2 separate regions of the Danio rerio genome follow, and region 2 is linked to region 1. A link is a contact called in public Hi-C data. All regions are on one chromosome and are shown on one strand. The core of a region is the stretch at or near the end of the contact, and the rest is flanking DNA. Distances in the headings are between cores, read along the strand shown.

What was found. A called contact is a pair of places that touch in the nucleus more often than the background predicts.
Region 2: a contact with region 1 is called in a Hi-C map of embryo, with 1.8 times the contacts expected there. The contact joins the enhancer-like site here to the promoter of morc3b in region 1. A contact is called at or near these places in 2 of 18 Hi-C or Micro-C datasets (caudal fin and embryo).

What each region holds. Positions count from the first base shown.
Region 1 is chr1:50,483,798-50,488,310 of GRCz12tu, forward strand. It overlaps morc3b (MORC family CW-type zinc finger 3b), which reads left to right and starts at 2,010. Exons shown (of 6, transcript NM_001003579.1): 1 at 2,010-2,190. The coding sequence starts at 2,155.
Region 2 is chr1:50,516,618-50,521,130 of GRCz12tu, forward strand. No RefSeq gene overlaps it. Among named protein-coding and RNA genes, the nearest start is that of morc3b, 33 kb to the left of the region's middle. Within about 2 kb of position 2,529, at least 11 of the 62 cell types and tissues checked have an H3K27ac peak or open chromatin away from gene starts, as enhancers often do.

The DNA.
Region 1 (4,513 bases), core at 760-3,259:
TTCAGGGTTGGGATGATGGTGGAGCATTTAGAGCAGGATGGAACTTTGCGCTGTTCCAGTGATCTGTTGAAGATCTGTGAGAAAATGGGAGCCAGCTGGTCTGCGCAGGTTGGGCCTGTTGCTTTCCTTCTCCTCTGTTTCCTGAAGATCTGACGCACGTTTTCCTTACTGATCTGAAGTGCAGTGGGGAGAGGGAGATGGCTGGAGGTGTTGATGGCTGTGTAGGGAGATGGTCAGGGTGGGTGTGGGGTGTCTGGTCAGAGGTATACAGTAGAACATATTCAGCTCGTTTGCAAGATGATTATCGCTGTTGATGCGGGGGGTTAGTGTTTTGTTGCTAGTGTTGGGATGGTGTCTTGTATTTCCCAGAGATGGGTTGTGGCTGGATGGATCCGGTGCGTAAAAATGAGCTGGATAAGTTGGCGGTTCATTCCGCTGTGGCGACCCCAGATTAATAAAGGGTCTAAGCCGACAAGAAAATGAATGAATGAATGAATGAATGGTGTCTTGTCCTTGTTTCCTTGCTCCTACAAACCTGAAACCGATCAACCTCCGCCATCTTGTAGGACATCTGCAGGGGGTCCAGCAAAGGTCCAGTGATGTCCTTCAGATAAGCTAGCAACTTAACACCGTCAGGGCCTGGTGCTTTTCTTCTCCTCTGTTTCCTGAAGATCTCACACACATTATCCTAACTGATCTGAAGTGCAGTGGGGAGAGGGAGATGATGGTGTTGATGGCTGTGTAGGGAGATGGTCCGGGTGGGTGTGGGGTGTCTGGTCAGAGGTGTCAAATCTACAATAGAACATATTCAGCTCGTTTGCAAGATGATTATTGCTGTTGATGCTGGGGGATGGTGTCTTGTTGTTAGTTTTAGGATGGTGTCTTGTAGTCCTTGTTTTCTTGCTCCTACAAACCGGAAACCAATCAACCTCTGCCATCTTGTAGGACAGCTCAATTCTTTAATTGCACTACAAGGAGAGAGGAGACTTCCTGAGGAGACTTTTCTTTTTAAAGAATGTTTATTATATTTTTATTGAACAATGACAACACATTCAAATTCAAAGTTACAAAATAAAAACTATTGGAGATGTGACACTGTACAAAATTATATTAAGTTCTGACAGCATATCTTTTAGTTTTTATATGACTTATTAAACTAAGTTAATCATGTTGTAACTGAATTTTAAGCTATGCAAGCTGTTTTAAGTCAGTTTAACATAATATAAGTTCAATGGACTCAAGGTTAATTTGATTCAGCTTTTTTTTTTACAGTGTATGAATACAAATAATTTCACAGAATTATATTACTGAACCTTACAAACTTGGATAACTTTGTGTTTCTAGGGCAATGTTGACTATTTACTTAATTTATAATGCTATAAACCACTAACTTTTCCTGTATATTTACATTCATAAATTTCATATATAAAATAATATATATATATATATATATATATATATATATATATATATATATATATATATATATATATATATATATATATATATATATATGTGTGTGTGTGTGTGTGTGTGTGTGTGTGTGTGTGTGTGTGTGTGTGTGTGTGTGTGTGTGTGTGTGTGTGTGTGTGTAAAATGTATGGACTTGTTTATGTCTGGACTTTTCAAAAATGCCTTAAGGAACATGTTTTGAGTAACAGTTACAACAATATTAATGACAACAAATAAATAAAGTAGATTACATTTCATAAAAAAGACACTTGAATGCAGTGCCAAAATAAATAAAAAGCAGTCTCTGGCTTTATCTTACATATGTAGTAGTGTTTTATGGAATTTAACACTATTACGATATAAATAATCTCAAGTACTCAAGAATCCTGCAAGCAAACTCAGTGGTGTGAAGTGTTGATTAAGTGACGATAAAGGAAGCGAGGATGTCTGGATATCTATCGTTCTGCTTGATTCCCTCCTTTTTACAGTCAACGGTTCCCTCGCATCCTGGGGGGGTTGGAGCCTGAAGCCTATATAGACACGAGGAAAGGAAACAAGGGTGCACAAATAAGAATTGGGAAGCACCCCTCGAGTGAGAGAGTGTTCGCTATATCGGAACAGGGGAAGCGAAAGTGCCTCAGCACTTTAACAAACACTTCGCTCAACTTTCCTGAATATCCAGCACAGATCTGTCCCGCAGAAATGGCTGCTGGAAAATGTGGCATTCCTCTGAGCACAGTAAGTAACCGCAGTTGACACAACATCTGTCAACAATCAATGTATATTAATGCAACGTGAATCTTTCTTTGGAGGACTGGTGGCAAATATTTTGGATAAGAATGGTTGTTTTGTTAGTTGCAATGAGCTTGGTGCTATGTTTAATTTGATTGTGTTAAAAATAAACACAACTATTAGAAAGTAATTAGATTTATTACCTTACCATTAATTTATATATTAAAAGAGATCCTAGTTTATTCCACAGTTACACCAAAATTATGGATATTAAATTATGTAAGTTAAATTTTGTGGACAAGAACTGTACAAATTCGTTTATTAGAAAGTGTCTTATACATGATCATGTGTTATGGTAATTTATTTATATATAGTGCAATTTTAGTCTACAAGTCTACTAAAATCCAGATTATAAATAACATAAATAACTGAAATGTAGGTGATTTTTAAAATATTTTAAAATGCTATAATTAAAAAAATTATAAAGATGCTCTAAGAAGATTTTGTAATTTTAGTGTTGAATAATATATATGAGTAAATTTCGTGCAAATGCCAACCTTGCCATGAAAAAAAATTAAGTTTTCACCAAAATACAGAAACTGTTTCTGTTTTTTTTTTTTGTGTAAGCAAGTATTTTACAGAATTTCAAAATACTCAAAAATGTATCTGTCAATGTTTTCAAACTATTATATTTGATTTACCAAAGTCAGATAAATGGCAATTTCACATCTGTCACATCCATAACAGAGACGTGTCGGTTGGGAGGTGTCACATCCATAATGACACTTTTTCCTCATAAATGTGAAAATATGAAATGAAATATTTTTTTGTTTTATAGAGAGCCAACTTTTATCCTTTTTTTAATTAGCATTGTTTCTTTTGGGTTGTGCAGTTTAATTCACAGAATTTCTACAAGTATGTTGTATGCCGTAAACTCACAGACTTTTTTTTTTGTCAAATCCATAACGCATGTTTATTTTCCACATTTAAAGTACAAAACATGCTTACAGATTGATATTTTTCTGATCCCATAACTCTCTGGTTAGTTGTTTTGGAAAATATAAACAAAAATTTCAATATTACAGTTGAAGCCAGAATTATTAGCCCCCATGAATTATTAGCCCCTGTTTATTTTTTCCCCAATTTCTGTTTAACGGAGAGCAGATTTTCTCAACACATTTCTAAACATTTGAATAACTCATCTCTAATAACTGATTTATTTTATCTTTGTCATGATGACAGTAAATAATATTGTACTAGATATTTTAAAGACACTTTTATACAGCTTAAAGTGACATTTAAGGACTTAATCAGGTTAATTAGGTTATCTAGGCAGGTTAGGGTAATTATGCAAGTTCATATATAACAATGTTTTGTTCTGTAGACTATCAATAAAAAATATAGCTTAAAGAGGCTAATCATTTTGTCCTTAAAATTGTGTTTAAAAAATTAAAAACTGCTTTAATTCTAGCCGAAAAAAAACAAAAACAAATAAGACTTTCTCCAGAAGAAAAAATATTATCAGACATACTGTGAAAATTTCCTTTCTCAGATAAACATAATTTGGGTAATATTTACAAAAGAAAAAAAAATTCAAAGGGGGGCTAATAATTCTGACTTCAACTGAACTCTCTATGTTAATTTATGTTTTGAGATTTTACTGCAAATGTCACATCCATAACTCTAGAATTGCTCTATTATATATTGTAATTTACATCTCAAATTAAAAACCCACATTCTATGACAATATTTATAATGTATAAAATGGAATTCACAGAACAACATGGTGTGAAACAATTTTTTGTACTTAGTCACTTATGACCAGGGCCAGACGGCATCAGCAGACATTTTTTGCTATTTCTGCTGAGAATTTTGTAAAAAAATCTGCTGATTTATGCGGAATTATTTTGCGAGTATTGTAACTTAAAACTTACATGAAATGAAAAATAATAGATTTTTAATGTTTATTTAATGTTTACAATGCGAATCCATCAAGATCCACTTGTTTGGTAAGCAAAGCAAGTCTCTCATATAATATATCAACTAAAAGAAAGAAAATATTATATGACAAAATGTATTGTAAATAAATCAAATTAACACTTTAATCTTAGTCAATAATATTACTGAAATTGATAAAAAAATGATTAAATATAAATTTACATGCATTTACTCAAGTAAATAAGTAGACTCAATGATGGGCTAAAAATCTGCAGAAATGTGGATATTTCTGCACGCACAGATTCTGGGCCTAGTCATGACTAAAGCCCACATGGAATCTGTGCAAGCAGAATTTTGCAGATTTTCCACAGAATTCCATAGATTCTTAGAT
Region 2 (4,513 bases), core at 1,279-3,778, 33 kb after region 1:
TAGTAAAATAGTATTTACTGTCATCATGGCAATGATAAAATAAATCAGTTATTAGAGATGAGCTATTAAAACTATTATGTTTAGAAATGTGTTGATAAAATCTTCTCTCAGTTAAACGGAAATTAGCAAAAAATAAACAGGGAGGCGAATAACTCAGGGGGGCTAATAATTCTAACTTCAACTGTATATATAGATATATATTGCGATTGTGATTTTCGAAAGTATTACAGCACTTTGTAAACGTTAATTATTACCATTTGTTGAGTCTCCCCATACAGTTTGATTGAGTACTTGAACCTGGAAGCTGCTTCACGTGACGTCACACACTTAACAAGCGGATTTGCAGGCTTGGACGTAGGCATTCAATGCTATCAGGATAATGTTAGCATTTTCAAGATCTCTTATTTCACCTTAATATTATAGTAAAAATTCAGTAGAACATTAAAAAAGATGGTTCTGAAACGCTGATTCTTTTTGATTCATAAAATACATAATTCATTGTTCACAAACTGTCATTCTTGGTGATCTATCCTTTTAATTTAACCCCAAATTAAATAACTACAGTTCAGCTATTTTATTCATTATCAGTATTTTAGCCATCTTAACTTCATAGACATTGATTGCAATATATTTTTTTAAAGTCATGAAGTACAAAAGTCTTAACCTCAGTAACACTATAGTAAGTGTTATATAAGTATATAAGTAGTAAACCTCAGTAACACTATACGGGGTGTTTCTGATGGTTATTTCAACGAGTGCCCTATAAGGTTAATACAATAATCCATTTATAATACAGTGATCCAAGTATGCCCTTAAAAATATAGGAAAGAGCATGGTCCTTGAGGAAACAAGATTGCATTGACTCTATACCTCATACTATTCTGTTTTTGTTATGCTTTTGTTAGTTAAAAATAGAGACTCAAAAATTTTCCCACAAGACAATGGCAGTTTCAAATGTTTGAGTCTACTGCTGCTCTGCAGGTGTTATTATTGTAGGTATTATTATAAGTGTGATAGTATTTTAAAATTTGGGAAATATTGCATAAAAAAAATCATAAGTATAAAACATTTGCCATGTTAACCTAATTAACCTAGTTAAGCCTTTAAATGTCACTTTAAGCTGTATAGAAGTGTCTTGAAAAATATCTAGCCAAATATTATTTAGTCATCATGACTAAGAGTAGGTAGTGCTCGTATATATATATATATATATATATATATATATATATATATATATATATATATATATATATATATATATATATATATATATATATATATATATATATATATATATGTGTGTGTGTATATATAGAGTACATATTTTTATTTCTTATTTATATTTAAAACAGTCAACAACGTACATATAGCACATACATTTTATATCAAGGGTTAAGATGAAAAAACCTCTAAAGGCCATCTAAAATATTCTCCTAAAATGAGCATTTTTCTCAGCCTTCTATATTTATATTCAGTTATTTCACTTTAGAGGCAATGAACAGAACTTATTCGTCACTATAAAAGTAAAATTACACACAGGAGTTGGGGACATATATTTTATATACAGTGCTCAGCATATATAAGTACACCCCTATCACTTAAATTCATATTTTTAATAGGAAAAATAAAACTATTATGTTTAGAAATGTGTTGAAGAAATCTTCAGTCCGTTAAACAGAAATTGGGGAAAAAAATCAGGGGGGCTAATAATTCTGACTTCAACTATATATATATATATATATATATATATATATATATATATATATATATATATATATATATATATATATATATATATATATATATATATATATATATATAATTAATGACTTTTTAATTTATGGCTTCATTAATTTACAGAAACCTTAGACAATTATGACGATGAGGAACTTCAGGTATTATTTGTGAAATTGATGAGCATTAAAGAAAAAACTATAGCGAGTTAGCTACGTTAAAGCAACTTTATTTTTTCATCAGAAAGTACTGAGAGGCTTGTGTCGACATTGGCAAATATTTGATAAAATTTTGACCTCAAAATTTGTTGATGTGTTATTGATCTGCTCAAAAGCATTCCCTCAAATGTCCACAAGGGGACGCTCAGTCTCCAAAACATCCTGCAAACACAATCTCATCCTATATATTTCACACAAAAGCTCAAGAATATGCGCGATCTCTCCGGAAAACACAAGAACGCATCAATTATTTACACTAAGGTCATGTCTGTTGCTATTCCTTTTACCAAAGCAACTAAAAAGCAGCAGGGCATTAGGAATCAGTGTGCAGTTATTAAATAATTAAGGCATTACAGACTGCATCTGTATACTGATGATAGCGATAGACGGCTCTTTTCAGTAAAGCGTTCATTTCAAATCCATCGCGCTTTCCTGTAGATTTAATAAAGTGATTACACGTATGTAGCCTAAATATAATGTTTAAATAATGCATATGTAGCATTTGGGAGAGTCCCGGTCCCCTTAAGCAATGGCAGCGTCACTGGGGATTGAGATCGTGATTGAATTCGGTCTGAAGTCGTAATGAGGACACAAAAGAGACGCATATTTGCCTGCTGTCTCAATGCGGCTCAGTGTTGCTCATCTGCTTGTGTCTCTCTAGAAACACCATTAAGAGTCGAGGGGTTGACTCTAGAGAGAGAGATGAGATAAAGATATGATGAAAAGCCTTTTATTTAATTTAATTTAATTTAATTTAATTTAATTTAATTTAATTTAATTTTATTTAATTTTATTTTATTTTATTTTATTTTATTTTATTTTATTTTGTTTTATTTAATTTAATTTAATTTAATTTAATTTTATTTTATTTTTCATAGTGAGAATAAAGCATGAACATTTTCATCCATTCATTTACCTTTGGCTTAGTCCCTTTATTTATCAGGGGTCGCCACAGCGTAAAGAACTGCCAACTATTCCGGCATATGTTTTACGCAGCGGATGCCCTTCCAGCCACAACCCAGTACTGGTAAACATCCATACACTCTCGCATGCACACACATACACTTGGGCCAATTTAGCTTTTTCAATTCATCTATATCACAAGTCTTTGGACTGTGGGGGAAACCGGATCACCCAGAGGAAACCCACACCAACACCGGGAGAGAACATGCAAACTCCACACCGAAATTTTAATATTAAGTCATGATTGAATTGCCTCTTGTTATAGTTATGAAATAGTTTGACAACAAGCAGGAAATGTTCAAGTGCCAATGACATCAGCACATTGAAATGGTCTATATCTTAAGAACGGTATAGCAGAACATTTTAATGGTTTTTAAACCTTTACTTTTTCAAACCGCGGTAAACCTTGAAATTGATTATCGTCCCATGCCTAATATATATATATATATATATATATATATATATATATATATATATATATATATATATATATATATATATATATATATATATATATATATTTATAAAACAGGTTTATAAAACGGCTGTATTTATTAAAATAACATTATAGTCGCTGTGTAGTGGTGCAGTGGGTAGTGCTGTTGCCTCAAAGCAAGAAGGTTGCTGGTTTAAGTCCCGGCTGGGTCAGGTGGCATTTCGGTGTGAAGTTTGCATGTTCTCCTCATGTTGGCATGAGTTTCCTCTGGGTGTTTTGGTCTCCCCCACTATCCAAACACATAGGTGAATTGGAAAATTCATTCATTCATTTTCTTGTCGGCTTAGTCCCTTTATTGATCCGGGGTCGCCACAGCGGAATGAACTGCCAACTTATCCAGCACGTTTTAACGCAGCGAATGGCCGTCCAGCTACAACCCATCTCTGGGAAACATCCACACACATACACTCATGCACTACGGACACTTTAGCCTACCCAATTCACCTGTACCGCATGTCGTTGGACTGTGGGGTAAACCAGAGCACCCGGAGGAAACCCACGTGAAGGCAGGGAGAACATGCAAACTCCACACAGAAATGCCAACTGAGCCGAGGCTCAACCCAGCGACCTTCTTGCTGTGAGGTGACATCACTACTGCGCCACTGCTCCGCCCTGAATTGGAAAATATTCCTGAAAATATTAATTTAAATGAGAGATTTGTAAAGGATGTATGATGAGCACTGTATATAGAGTTGTAATTGTTGGTTTTAGTAATGGTTTTAGTTCACTATAATATCTCTGCTCAGTTTCTGTAAAAATCTAAGTCAGCACAACAGTTTTCAACAATATTAAACTATTAATAACACAGCTTTCCTAAATACAAAATCATTCATTCATTCATTTTCTTGTCGGCTTAGTCCCTTTATTAATCTGGGGTCGCCACAGCGGAATGAACCGCCAACTTATCCAGCAACTTTTTACGTAGCGAATGCCTTTCCAGCTGCAACCCATCTCTGGGAAACATCCACACATACACACACTCATACACTACAGACAATTTAGCTTACCCAATTCACCTGTACTGCATGTCTTTGGACTGTGGGGGAAACCAGAGCACCCGGAGGAAAACCCACACAAACGCAGGGATAACATGCAAACTCCA